Regions from separate parts of the Triticum aestivum genome. Here region 2 is linked to region 1. The links are chromatin contacts, called in public Hi-C maps. All regions are on one chromosome and are shown on one strand. The core of a region is the stretch at or near the end of the contact, and the rest is flanking DNA. Distances in the headings are between cores, read along the strand shown. Region 1 has its middle 11 kb from the start of LOC123059747. Region 2 holds the start of LOC123059754 (ammonium transporter 2 member 1).

Evidence for each region. Hi-C and Micro-C count contacts between places; a contact is called where the count stands out from the background.
Region 2: a Hi-C map of leaf shows a contact between it and region 1, with 3 times the contacts expected there. The contact joins the promoter of LOC123059754 here to the enhancer-like site in region 1. A contact is called at or near these places in 3 of 5 Hi-C or Micro-C datasets (all in leaf).

What each region holds. Positions count from the first base shown.
Region 1 is chr1A:491,867,326-491,874,701 of IWGSC CS RefSeq v2.1, reverse strand. No RefSeq gene overlaps it. Among protein-coding and RNA genes, the nearest start is that of LOC123059747, 11 kb to the right of the region's middle. Within about 2 kb of position 5,026, at least 7 of the 8 cell types and tissues checked have an H3K27ac peak or open chromatin away from gene starts, as enhancers often do. A contact at or near this core is called in leaf, where this site is marked.
Region 2 is chr1A:491,961,598-491,968,405 of IWGSC CS RefSeq v2.1, reverse strand. It overlaps LOC123059754 (ammonium transporter 2 member 1), which reads right to left and starts at 3,548. Exons shown (of 3, transcript XM_044482246.1): 1 at 2,845-3,548; 2 at 1,691-1,976; 3 at 659-1,483. The coding sequence starts at 3,456. The coding sequence ends at 933. It overlaps LOC123190231, which reads right to left and starts at 467. Exons shown (of 2, transcript XM_044602866.1): 1 at 282-467. The coding sequence starts at 467.

The DNA.
Region 1 (7,376 bases), core at 3,777-6,276:
CTTAATTATTAGAACATTTGTGTATAATTTTTTGATCATGTATATGAAAAATGTTAATCAAGCACTTGAAAAATGTTGATGTGTATAGAAAAAAAGTTGACCATGTGTTTAAAAAATGTTAATACTGGATTTGGAAAATGTTAATCAATGATTTCCAAAAAAATGTTTAACGTGCATAGAAAAAATGTTCACCATGTATTAGGAAATGTTAATCACACATTTAAAAAATATAGAAAATGTGTATAGAAAATTGTTGAAAATGTTTTTAAAAATGTTAAATTTGTATTGAAAAAATATTGACTATGTATTAGATGGGTGTTAGGATCTAGCCACACCTAATGCAAGTTTTTTTTCGTGAGAAATAAGCCTTATATGTCATACACAATATATATTTTTTGCAAAATTCCCTTAGTATAAGCCACAACATGGCTAAGAATTTGAGGATCTAAGGCAAGAAATATGCGGCAAAAATGACGGCAAAATTAGTCACCAACCAAACAGACCTTAAAAAATCTCCAAGGTCATATCAGATACTCTAGACTAGCACACGCACAAAAGCTCAAAGGCTAACAAACTGGGGCGCCCCTATATCTCACCTTGAGCGAGATGAGGGAACGCTCGCTGAAGGGGAGACCACGATGGGCCAGCCCAGGAGCGCGGGAGACCACAACCTCCTTTTCTGTTTCTTTACATATTCTATTTTAGTTTTTTCTTTATTTTTTCAATTTTTTCATACTTGGAATATTCTAAATAGATACTTTAAAAAAATCTATTTTTTCAAATATTGACCAAGCATGTGAAATTTTATAAATTTGTATATATTAAAAAGGTTAAGCAATCATTTGATTTTTTTCAAAAAAGTATTTGAAAAATGCTAATCAAGCATTTGAAAAATGTTAAATGTGTACAAAAAAGGTTGAAAATGTATTTAAAATGATGATTTTTTATCATGTATATAAAAATGTTAATCAAGCATTTCATAAAATGTTGAACAAGTAGCTAAAAAGTGTTTATCAAGCATTCGAATTTTTTTAAATGTGAATAGAACAAATGTTGACCATGTATTAAAAAATCATGGTTTTTTTGATTAGGTATATGAAAAATGTTAATCAATCATTTGAAAAAATGTTGAACAAGTATTTGAAAAATGTTAAACATTTCAGAAACGTTGATGTGTATAGAAAAAATGCCGACCATGTGTTTAAAAAAATGCCGACCATTTAAAAAATGTTTAACATGCATAGAAAAAATGTTGACCATGGACTAGCAAAAGTAAATCTTGTATCTGGAAAATGTTAATCAAGCATTTAAAAAATAAAAAATATGTATAGAAAAAGTGTTGACCATGTTTTAGAAAAATGTTAAATTTGTATTGAAAATATATTGAACATGCATTAGAAAAATGTTGTTGACATATGCAAAAAATGTAGAATGAAAACCAAAAGAGACAAAGAAAACCAAAGAATTGGAAAAAGGAAAAATAAACAAAATAAACCAAAGAAAAAATAAAAAGAAAACTGACGAAAGAAATGCAAAAAAGAATGAAAGAAACGGAGAAAAAAGAAAAAAGAAGAGAAAACCCCGAACGAATCTGAATAAGACAGAAAAAACGGTGGATAAATTTGGCTCTTTTACCTTAAGTAGGTCGTGCCTTTAAAGTTCATCCTGAACTCAACCGAGTGTTCGTGGCTAGTGTCGCTATAAACTATCTGGCACACTGAGGTTCAAACCCCTTTTCCCACTATTTCATGTATTAAGTGGACCGGCCCAATTGCTACGCGAGAATTCTTCAGCAAGAGGTTCTTTCCAACTCGCTTAATGCGAGACACAACAAAATCGAGATCGCAGAACCGAGAGTACTCCTTCAAAGATCACTTTGACCTTTCCAGATTGCGACAAGTGACATATTTTCTTTTTTCGTAGATCCGTTTATTTAAAACATTGTATCTCTTAAATCGTATCCAAATCTCGAAACGTTTTCATCATTGGACTCCTCACGTCGAGATCTTAAAAATTAGATCCCATGTCAATAGGTTTTGATGAACTTTTTTATCCAAAAAAACAGACGAAGAAAACCGAAGCAGGAGCACGTTTTCTTTCTTTTCGAAAAAAGGCACGACTGTGCCTCTCACAGAAGTAAATCCATGCCTCCATGAGAACTAAACCATACCTCTCGCGGAAGGAAACAAAAAAAAACGCGTTTTTTTCGGTTTCCAGAGGCACGGTTGTGCCTCCCGTGAAAGCAAATCCGTGTCTTTCTGGAAGCAAAACTGTGCCTCTCGCGAAAGAAAGAAAAAAAGAAAACACGTTTTTTTTTCAAGAGGCACGACTGTGCCTCCCGTGGAAAAGAAACACATTTTTTTCGTTGCCTCTCGCGAAAGAAAAATAAAAAAACGTGTTTTTTCCGTTTTCGAGAGGCATGACCGTGCCTCTCGTGGAAGGAAAAATAAAAGAAAACACATTGTTTTTTTCGTTCCCGAGAGACACTCCCATGCCTCTCGCAAAAGCAAAATCTTGCCTCTTGCGGAAACAAAAAAAACATGCTTTTTCGCACAATTTTTTTTCATCCAAAAGCTAAGAAAAATCGGTGAAAACCAAAAAAAAAGTAAAAACTGGTATAAAAAGCTGAAAATGCATGTGAAAAAATTAATAAAATCCGAAAGAAGCGCCCAAAGTGTGACATGTGGCAGCGGCCGAGAGTGCACCAGTTCATCCCCAAGTAATCGTCGAGAGGCTCCCGAAGGAGCGCTCGTCAACTTTTTGCTCTAAACTGGCACATCCTGACGAAAAAGAATTAGAAATGGATCGTTGTGTGACAAAGGCCAGACGGCCCAAGACAAAAAGAGCTTACATGAAAATCTGTCCCTGGTCAGCAAACCGGAATGATGCAAAAACGCTAATTGTGGCGTTATAATCGCGAGCTACAGGCTGTAGTTAATTGAGGTACTGTAAAAAAAAAAGAGAAAAGTATACTTTTCATCCCTTAATTCTTGGCGAAGTCTAGATTTGGTCCCTCAACTTCAAAACCGGACAATTTGCGCCCTTAACTACTGAAACCGGCCAAGATTCATCCCTCGTCACGGTTTTGACCGGTTTTGGTGCTGTCCCAACCTGGTTTTGACCGTGCCGACTCAAATTCGCATACCTTTTCCAAGTCCGTTTAATGTTTTCAAATTCGGGTATTTTTTTCAAATACGTGAACTTTTTAAAAATTTGTGTACTTTTCCAAATCTGCGTACTTTTTCCAAGTTCACGTACTTTTTTTTAAATCCACGTACTTCTTTAAAGTTCCTGTGGTTTTTTTTAAACTCATGTAATTTTTAAAAATTGACATACTTATTCCTATTCACGTATATTTTTTGGGTTTGAAAATTTTATGTGAAATTGAAAACGTATGCGGATTTGAATATCTTCGCGAATTAGAAAAAAATGTGTGGATTTGAAAATTTATGTCAACTTGAAACAAGTATGTGAATTTCAAACAAAGTTCATGGATTGGAAAGGTTGAAAAAAAATACACGAACTTTAAAAAGTATGCGGATTTGAAACAAGTACGCGAATTTTAAAAACAGATGGATTTGAAAAAAAAATACTTGGATTCGATAAAATTACACGAAGTTGAAAAAATACACTGATTTGAGAAAATTACGCAAATTAAAAAAATCATGGATTTGGAAAAGTACACAAATTTCAAAATAGTTCACAGATTTGAAAAAGGTATGTTTATTTTTGAAAAAATTGCATGACCTTGAAAAACTATGTGGATTTGAAAAGAGTATGTGAATTTTAAAAAGTTCACGGATATGAAAAAATTACGCGAATTTTAGTCGGCACCGGTCAAAACCGGGGTCAGTCAGCACCAAAACCGGTCAAAATCGAGACCAGGGACAAACCTTGTCCGGTTTCGTTAGTTGGGGGTGCAAGTTGTCCGGTTTCGGAGTTGAGAGACCGAATTTAGACTTCACCAAAAGTTGAGGGACGAAAAGTATACTTTTCTTTAAAAAAAATACTGAGATTTAACTAATTCTAGTCACATGAGAATGAGCAAATCCGTAAATATAAACTCTAGTTATTTGAGCACCTTAAAACGATCTGAGCATTGTGCGATTAAAATGTATGTCTCACATAAGTCGTGTGACTAGTAGTGTGTTTATCTCTATATATCCTATGAGTATAGATTTCATTCGAGCAATGGAACTGGGTGCTGTGCTCCGCTGCATGTTGACTGAAAATAAATATGGAAAACTCGTTCAATCTGTCTCGCGGTACGCTTATAGTTGGACAATTGAATTGACGCACTTTCCCCCCTTGCATTTATTCTGGATTTATTTTAGGATTTTCGGCGATGCGTATTCAGTGGGAGGAGACGTTCCCGTCGACGACGAGATGCCTACGGTGATTTCGTAAAGTTCAAGATGATATGCCGGCTCAGTCTTTCAAAGATGCTCATAGGGGTAGGATATGCGTGTGTGCGTTTATAGGGATGAGTGTATGTGCGTGTATATGAGCGCTTGTGTTTGTCCTGATGTTCAAAAAAAAAAGTATATGCTTGCGCTAAAATAGTACGGCTGCAGCTAACGGCGTCTTATTTGCGCAAACAGGTCGGAGCCGGTTTACACGAGGCGCGATAAGCGACAGATCAACCAAACGCGTTTGTCCTTTGTACTGACGTGGACTAGTGGCCGTCGTCGTCACTCCGGGCTCGCACGAGCCACCGCGTCGTCGCCACACCACGGCTCCGCAGCCTTGCCGCCGAAGCATCTTCTGTCGAGACAACGGGCCGGGCAAGGTGGCGCGGTGGCGCGGAAGCGGAGCGGCAATGTTTGACCTGACCCGATCCCGTCCTCCAGCGCACGCCTCCTCTGTCGCCCGTCGTGCGAGGTCCATTCCACCTTGCGTTGTAACATGGCGGCATGGCCGGGGGGCGACACGACAGCAAGGCGCCAACTGGCTCACGGGCCCCACGAGCGCGTTTGGACCAGGACCCCGTCGCCAGAGGCCCAGAATACCAGTAGTGCACGTAAAATACTGCCGCCGTTCCTTCTTGATGTCAGCAATGATTGCCATGTAGTAGGAGTACATGTTGCTCTCCATGCAAAAATAAAAACAAAATAAAAAATCGTACATGTTGCTCGGTCATACGACCTTGTAGGGAGTATAAGCGTTAATTAAGGCCGGAGTGCATGCATCTACCGATCCACGTGTATGCATGTAGAGACGGTATGCTCTGTACGTATTTCGCAAAAAAAAAAATGCTCTGTATCTGTATGTGCGTGCATTCCTCGAAATATCTTAATTCCGAGTAGCTTGCCGCACTGAGCAACGTACGTGGGCGACATTTCCACGTCCGCCAGCTATATATACAGCCCACAGGAACCTCTCGCCCTCTCACTTTTAATCCCGTCTCATCATCTGTCTCCCGTTGTTTGCTAGCCACTTGCGACGACTCCAAAACCTCGCCACCAAGGAAAAAGAGAAGTCGCCGTCGCCGTCCTCGACCGATCCGATGGAGTCCGAGAAGGCGTCGCGGCCGGCGTCGCTCCTGGGGACGCTCCGGACGGCGGTGAAGAAGGTGCGGTTCCTGCTCTCCTTCAGCGCCACGCGGTGGATCATCAACTCCATCGCCGGCCGCCGGAGCGCGCCCGGCGCGACGGCGCCGCTCCGCCTCAGCTTCGGGTCCAGGCGGCCGGGCCTGCTCGACGCGGAGGACGACGACGACGGCTCCCCCGCGTCCACCACCGGGCCGTCCAGGACGGTGAGCCTCGGGTCGGGCGGCGTGTCGCGGACGAGCAGCGCGGTGGCGGCGTCGGAGTACTCGCGGTCCGCGTCGTCGGGCGCGACGTCGTCGTCGAGCGGGGGGTCGTCGCCGGCCGGGGACGACGACATCGACCGGCGCGCGGAGCAGTTCATCGCCAACTTCTACAAGCACATCCAGATGGAGCGGCAGGTGTCGCTGCAGCTGCGGTACTGCCGGGTCGACAGCCTGCAGGAGAGGTCGCCTACCCGCAGGGTTTCTTGACCGATTTGATCCCCCGTATATGCATTGCGATTCTTGTTCATTTCGTGTCAAAACAGGTGTGTGTATGTGGATTTAGATGGGTGTTTTTTCGTTCCATCATTTCTGCGCGTCTTCTAGGATATTAATTTGTTCTGTATTTCTGTAAGATCGAGATTACAGAGTGCGAGTAGAAATAAACAGAGTTCTTTGAGAACTTGGGGGAGAATCGAGTACTCTCCTCAACATTGAAAAATATCTTAGTATGTACTACATCATTCACAAAATCTGAGGAGAATAGGCTGAATAGCAGGCCTTGATATGCAGCCCTTCTATCTTTTTACAACAGCAACTGTAATCTGGATTTCATCCAACCAAAACAATTAGCCAAGCGTGCTCACGTTATAATTTACCTAGCCAGAATCAATTAGTCAATAATATACGGTTGGTACCATCTCCTTGCAGGTCTGCAATATTCGATTTCACATGGGCGGCCGGAACCAATGAATCAAGTATTTCTTTATAGGTCTGGCTTATTCAATTCCACATGGGCAACATCTACTCTATACACTACACTCACAGTGCAAACTTCACATGTGCACTTTTCATCCCTTGATTAACAGGTCCTTCTCTTCTCCCTCTCCGTAGACTTTTAATGGGTCCACGCCTAGCTGCTTGGCACGCTTTGTTGGTCGGCTGGATTGCATACAAGAACCGGATCAATTTAGGTGGAGCTTACACCAGAATTAGAAGTTCTTCCTTAACTCTGTTATGTTCGGCTCTTTACCTCTTGTCACTGTGATGTTCCTATAAGTAGGAATAAAATTATGGAAGCTCAAGATCACTCTAAATATTGTGACTTTCTCTGGTTTTTATACCAAGGGGTCATCTTTACAAGGGACAACCTTGCACGTCGCAACTGGCAAGATAGTAATAAGACTTGTGCCTGTGGAAGGGCATCTAGCCGAGTGGTTGGAGCACTGTTGTGCCTCTTAATTGAAATGCGCAGGGCTCTTCTTCTGTTGGTCTAGATGAGGCAATCAAACATCTCTTATTTTGTGTCAAATCCTTGAGCTATCTGGTCCATTTTCATGGCTTCAAATATATATCCACCTCATAATGTCTGTTAATTTTTTGTCAATTGGTTGCACGATATCAGTAAAAACCTACTTCACATACCCGGGTGCAGACGGCGACCATACATTGGGCTTGGGCTCTTTGGCTATGCAAAATAATGATGTCAGTTTTGACACGAAAAAAAGATGATTTCTTCTCCATTGTAGGAATAAGCAGAGTTCTTTGAGAACTTGGGGAGAATGAATATTCTTCTCAACATTGAGAAACGTCTTTTGTATGCGCATCACTCATTGAAAGTGAGGAG
Region 2 (6,808 bases), core at 2,299-4,798, 95 kb before region 1:
CATTTTAACAACAACTAATTTGACATAGCACACCCAACCATAGGGTTAGACAACACCTAATTTTAACTAAATAACACACAAACATCACCTAATTTCAACTTAATCACCTAATTTCACAAAAAAATCATAGCGATAACAAACCCTAGGCCCAACGATATGCAATTGTTATCCTAACCCTAGTAACGGATCAATAGGGATGAGATAAAGGAATGGAGAAGGGGAGGGGGATCTTACTATACGCCGCCGAAGGATGACGCGATATGGTGGTTTGTCGGATTGACCTTCACCGTCGCGACGAAGGCTCTGGCCATCACGTATTCCACTGAATATTGCAGCTCCACATTCTCCGTCGCCTCGCTAGGGTTCAAGCTCCCGCAAAGCTCATATGGCTCGGGATCCGCGTCGTTGGCGCCACTGCCGGGTGGCCCGCCGCCGTCAGCACCGCCTGGTTTCGCCGGGGTACCCATCTGCGTAGTGCGAGGGGGGGTGGGAGCGGGAAGAAGCGGGAAGGGAGAAGGAGGGGGGAATGCGGATGCGGCGCAAGCGGGAAGGAAATATAGATGGCCCGAGCAGCGCATCTAACGGCTGTCGGGACGGCTGCCAGTGCCAGGTAGGCAAAAAACAGATCCCACCTGTCATAAATCCACTTAACAGAGCCTGATCCATCAATCAATGTTTTTTGCAAAACCATTACAGAAGACGCGGTGTTTTCTGCAACAAAAACATGACATATTGTTTTCCGCAAACCCAGCATTCAAACCGGTGATTTCCTACACTTTACTCGGAAAAATAATATTACTATGTCGCAACAGCCAACATGACATCAGCAATCTACACAGGAGGCTCTCACACTCTGCAGTTAAAAGCATAACTATTCCTACAGTCCTACGAGAAGAATTAACAGTACAGAGCCTTCCTCGTTGGATACCCTCCTACAACTGGATGGTGACGCCCCTGGCTCCCATGCCGGCGAGCCGCTGCTCCGCGGTGCCCATCTCCCTCTCGCCGCCGGCGCCCCTGGACACGTCGTGCCGCGTGGCGTCGAACTTCTCGCCGTCGCCCCACAGCGCGTAGGCCTCCTCCCCGTGCGCGGCGTCGTCGCCGATCATGAGCTGGTCGTCGGGCATCCGCAGCGGCACGAACAGCCCGATGCCGAGCAGGATGAGCGTGGTGACCACGAGGTTCCACACGATCACGAACGCCGCGCCGGCCAGCTGCTTGCCCACCTGCTTGATGCCGCCGCCGTAGAAGGCGCCCTTGGGCCCCGGCACCGACGACTCCATCATCATCAGCTCCGGCGTGGCCAGGAGCCCCGTGAGGACCCCGCCGAGGAGCCCCGCCACGGCGTGCGTGTGGAAGACGGCCAGCGTGTCGTCCACCTTCATCAGCAGCGCCGACTTCTTGTGCAGGATCATCATGGTGAACCACGGCACGCTGCCCGCGAAGATGCCCATCACCACGGCCGCCCACGTCTGCACCAGCCCTGTACGTAGATTAATGAAGAAATTTCATGTCAAAACACAATGAACTACTGTTGTTACGTTGGTGTGGACTTGTTAGCGTACTCTACGAGCTGTCTATTTGACTTTTTTGTGCTAGTAGTACTCCACGACAACACATTGATTGAGCGACGAAAACTCCGCCTACTCCTGTGATCCGTACGTGCTGCGTGCAATGAGATGTTTGGTACCTGCGCCGGGGGTGATGCAGACGAGGCCGGTCATCATGCCCTGGACGGCGCCGATGACGGACGGCTTGCCGAAGAAGATGACGTCGAGGCAGGTCCAGGTGAGGAGGCTCGTCGCCGCGCTGACGTTGGTGTTGAGCACGGCGATGGACGCCGTGATGTTGGCGGCGTAGGGCGCGCCGCCGTTGAACCCGGCCCACCCCATCCACAGCAGCCCGCCGCCGGCGATCATGAGCAGGATGTTGTTCGGGGAGAACCGCTCCCGGTCGCTCTTCAGCCTCGGTCCCACCTGCCAGCCACAACATGGTGCGAAATGAAATCGACTCACAGTTTGACATAACGGGATTGTTCGACCGAATCTTACTAAAAAAAATCCAGAAACAAACTTAGCTAGTTCACCATACTCCGTAGTTTTTCAGGAGCGACTTAATTGTGAGTTCTTCGTGAAGGAAGAAGAACCAATTGTGAATTTGTACAATAGTCGATGAACACAAGTACACAACGCGGGTGCCACACCAACAAGTTGGATAACGCGAGAGACAGCGACGCTGGATATTTGCAGCCGGTGTAACCGTGACCCGCCAGAGATTAAAAAATTGGGCGTTCCGTCCAGTACTAGTTCAAGTTGCCATCAACGACGCCGCGCGAGCGCCCACGGGCAGAGGCCAGCCGAAGCCAACGACGCGGTCCAACCGGTTCACACGTTCCATGAGGCAAAGCGGTTTTCTTGGACCCCTTTTCCGGGTGCCTGCAGCTATCACCGAAATACTTGTGCTCGTATCATGTGACCGCCCAAAGAAAGCAAAGAAAGTCTACAACGACTCGCGCTAATTTCTTCCGACACGGCTTATTTTTAGAAATCTTCCAACGTTACTTTGAAGAACATGTATCTACCCCAGAAAATTTCCGGTCCAGGCATCGGTAGAACTGTAGCTGTACTTTTACTCTGTGCTGTCATGTGTATTCCCGCGGTGGCATGGCAACGGCAATGGCATCCCAACGAGGAGTCCACATCGCTGTGCTGGGTCAAACTACTTGGCTAGCAACGACTGGCTGCTACCACCTAACACGTTAGCCGAACCCGATCGAGACGCCGCCGGAGCACCGGCCACCGAACTGACATGGAGGGGAGGTAAGGAAGGAAGCTGCGCACGTACCCAGTAGGCGGCGGTGAAGCCGGCGATGCCGGAGGAGAGGTGGATGACGTAGCCGCCGGAGTAGTCGATGACGCCCCAGTGGTAGAGGAAGCCGCCGCCCCAGAGGCTGAAGGCGCCGACGGTGTAGGAGAGCATGAGCCAGAGCGGCGTGAAGGCCATCCAGGCCTTGATGTTCATGCGGCCCAGCACGGAGCCCGCCAGCAGGATGAGCGTGATGGCCGCGAACTCGAACTGGAACAGCACCAGCGTCGCCTCCGGGTAGAAGGGCTCCACCAGCGGCGTGCTCCCGCGCTCCGTCGCCGACAGCTTGGCGCGGCCGACGAGGTAGTCCTGCGACAGCGCCACGCCGGCCTTGCCCCAGAAGGGCAGCAGCCGCTCGCCGAACGCCATGCGGAACCCCACCAGCACCCACACCAGCAGCGAGGAGGCGTAGGCGTAGAGCGCCATGAAGGCCGAGTTGACGGCCCACTTCTTCTTCACGATGCTGCCGTAGAGGACGACCAGGCCCGGCATGGACTGGATGCCCACCATCGTCGCCGCCGTCAGCTGCCACGCGTTGTCGCCCTTGTTCAGCCAGTCCGGCACCGCCGGCGAGCCCGCCGCGTACGCCATCTCTCTCGACCGCGCGCGCTTTGTGCGGTGCCGGTGCCGGGGGATAGGAGACGCGAGTCTGGTGGCCCGCTGCTTGGCAACCAGCGAGGCAGCGCGCGCGCTCGCGTTTAATAGGATCGATCATCCAGTTGAAAACGTTCAATCAGATCAAGAATATCTGTCCGACGTGTCAATTGCTGGTCAATTGCACGTGGCCCCCGACCCCACACGTCATTCACAGACCAGCGATTTTTTAAAATATTTTTTAGAGCAACTCCAACGAAGAGATCCATGTTCTCCGTTTGGGTCATCCATACAGAAAAGCGTCCGTCGGTTGTTCGTTTGTTGTCCATTCGGACCTAAACTAAACCCAAATTTGAGCCATAAATGGGTCCTCGCGGACAAAAGTGGACACTCTCGTCGCTTGCTCGTGTCCTCTCGTGTCCGGCCTGGTCCCACACATCAACAACCCGCACTAGCGATTCAGCCTCCGATCGGAGCATAGCGCCGTCCCCGCTCATCCCAGCTCTCGCGCCGCCGCCCGCTCGTCCCGAGCTCCTGCGCCGCCGCACCAACCCCGTCCGTCGTTGCCCGGATTCGGCGCCGGCCGTCCAGATCCATCCGGTCCCGCGCGGATCCGCCGCCCCTCACCGGTCTTCGCGTTCCACCGGCCCCTGTCGTCCTCAGCATCCTCTCGCCACGCCGTCGCCATGGACGCCTCCAGGGCATCAAGCAGGAGCTCGCCTACCGCCATGCTCGACCACCTCGACCTCCCCGAATCCGAATCCAAGCAGCAGCAGCGCCGGCCTGACTGCCTCCTCCACCTCCACGTCGTCCTCACCAACTTCCTCCACAAGCCCCTCAGGTCATTCTCGAGATGCTTCGGCAACGAGCACAACAAGCCCAAGCGAGGCCGGAGCAAACAGGCCACGCTGCAACTCCTCGACGCCGGGAAAAGGCAGCCACAGCCGGCGAGACTTCATCTATATCTCTAAAAGTGGATTTGGATTCCCATTTATTCTTTGAATGACAACTGCAACTAGGCTCCACCTTAGAGAGGGTTTTCGGTTTGAGCTTCGCTGATAAGAAGGCTGATTTCGACGAGTTCCGCTCCAACCTGGGGTTCGCCAGGGTGGGGGTGCCGTCGACGAGCTTCGCTGCTGACTCCCAGGCATTGGCTGCTGCATTCAACTCTGTCCATAACGGTCAATTCTGTCTGTTCGAGGGCTGTGCGTTGGATACATCCACAGTCCGCCCTTGTCCATCCTATGTTCACTAGACGGACAAATGACCCAAATGAACAAAAAGAAAACAAAATCTGTGTCCGTTTAGGTCTTTGCGTTGGAGTTGCTCTTACCTCTTCGTGACGGCCCTTCATGTCCTCACCATACCCACGATTTGTTTGTAGTACATTTGCGTACTGTTTAGTTACTGGCAACAGTTAACTAATCAAGTGGGTGGTAGTACGATTATGGTGTACGGGTTGCCGGGTTGGTGATGCGCATGAAGCAGCGAACGAGGGGGAGCCTCCGGGTCAACCCGGGCAGGCACGAACGGCCCATAGGACGTGGCGTGTTGCGTGGTGCATTTTTCATCCCTTATTTATATCTCCTTCTCCTTCTCTTCTTCCTCCAGATGTGACATGTCTTGATTTCTTCCCAAGAAAACAATATAAGTGAGTCGTTTCGTTTCAAGACTTGGGATTGTCTCTGTCTGTCTGTGTGCCCTGCTTCGTCAACTACTCGCGCACTCGGTCGAGGAGAATCTCAAAAGCAAAAAAATATAGACCCAAATATGTCCATTTCTCCCGTCAACCCCAGCATGAGATGGTTGGTGATAAGGTGCGACCAGTTGAGACTTGAGACCGACTAGAACGCCAGAAAAGGGAAATTAAATGGTAGGGGACGGGAAGATGTTTACGAAGGAGCGCAATTCGTAGACCGGGTTTTGCTGACCTTGACTGAGACTCGAGGTCGAGGAGCACGCACCGTCGATTTTCTCAGCATCCGCGGAGCAGTTGTGCCGAAGTTTACCTGGCAATCACTGGTACGCTTCGGCGTCCAGAGTTGTCATCAAGTATCTAATTTTTCTAAACGGTATGGATTCCTGGGAATGATTTGATTGTGGAGCAGTAGTGGTTAGATATTGTTGAATTCATGCATCAGTCAATTCTTTCAAAAATCCGAACTAATGAAGAAAGGTGAATAATATATTTTAATCCTACATCTAGGCTATTTTAGTACATAAATATGGGATTGATGTAGGCCGTAAAATCATTTTATTTAATACTACGTTGGCAGGATCTTTGAACTCAAGACCTTTTAGCTTGGATACCATGTTAATTCATGCATCATTCAACTCATTCAAAAGTCCGAACTGATGAAGGGAGGTGGACAATATATTTCAACAAATATAACTGGAATATACTCCAAATCTGTGTTCCCCAATCAGAATCAGACTAGCTTTGATCATGATGGCGCCGTTTGGAACCTTGGATCATGGGGAGTTGCCAGTCGTACAGTGCATCTGAACACTAGTAGCCGGGTTAGCAGTGATATTCTTTCGTTCAGCAGTCCAGATCCCGAAGCTCCATAGTGGACCATATACTAGCAATCAAAAGAACAGAAACGAAAACCGAAGCTCCACGAAGTGGAGGCCACCTTTTGGTGTGCAACACAAGTTGCACAGCGTCAACAGTTTTCTAGCTACCACTTGAACTATACAACAGTAGCTCCCTGCAAGGCTATTACTTCTAACTCATGGAGCGCATGAGTGCACGTTATGGCGAATGTCCAGAGAGCAGAGTAGCCAGTTTCATTCTTTCTTCTTTGTATGTTACACATCATGTACTCCCTCCATTCCAATGAATAAAACATGCACGTTTCCAAAGTCCAACTTTGATCATAAATTAGATCAATATAATATATTTGTGACTTCAAAATTACATCATCGAAAACTTATTCTCAAAATGAATTCAACGGTATATATTTACATATAGGCCCGTTTGTTTGGGCTTTTTCCTGACTTTTCCACTTCGACTTGAAAGCCAAAAAACTCCTAAATAGGCGCTTTTGGCTTCAGCTTTTGACTTATGACTCAATATTGTTATATGATGGTATAAGCTAATAGTCAAAGCCAAAAGCCTCTAAATAGGAGTTTTTTTGGCTTTTAAGCTGAAGTGGAAAAGTCAAGAAAAAGCCCAAACAAACAGGCCATAATCTATGTTTGATTGGTCTAATTTATGCACAAAGTTGAATTTCAGGATACGAGCCCACCTTATTCATTGGAATTGAGGGAGTAGTAGTAATCTACATGGCGGGGTGCAACATAACGCTGATCGGGCATGCTAGGTGTCGGGGGACATGTCCACCAT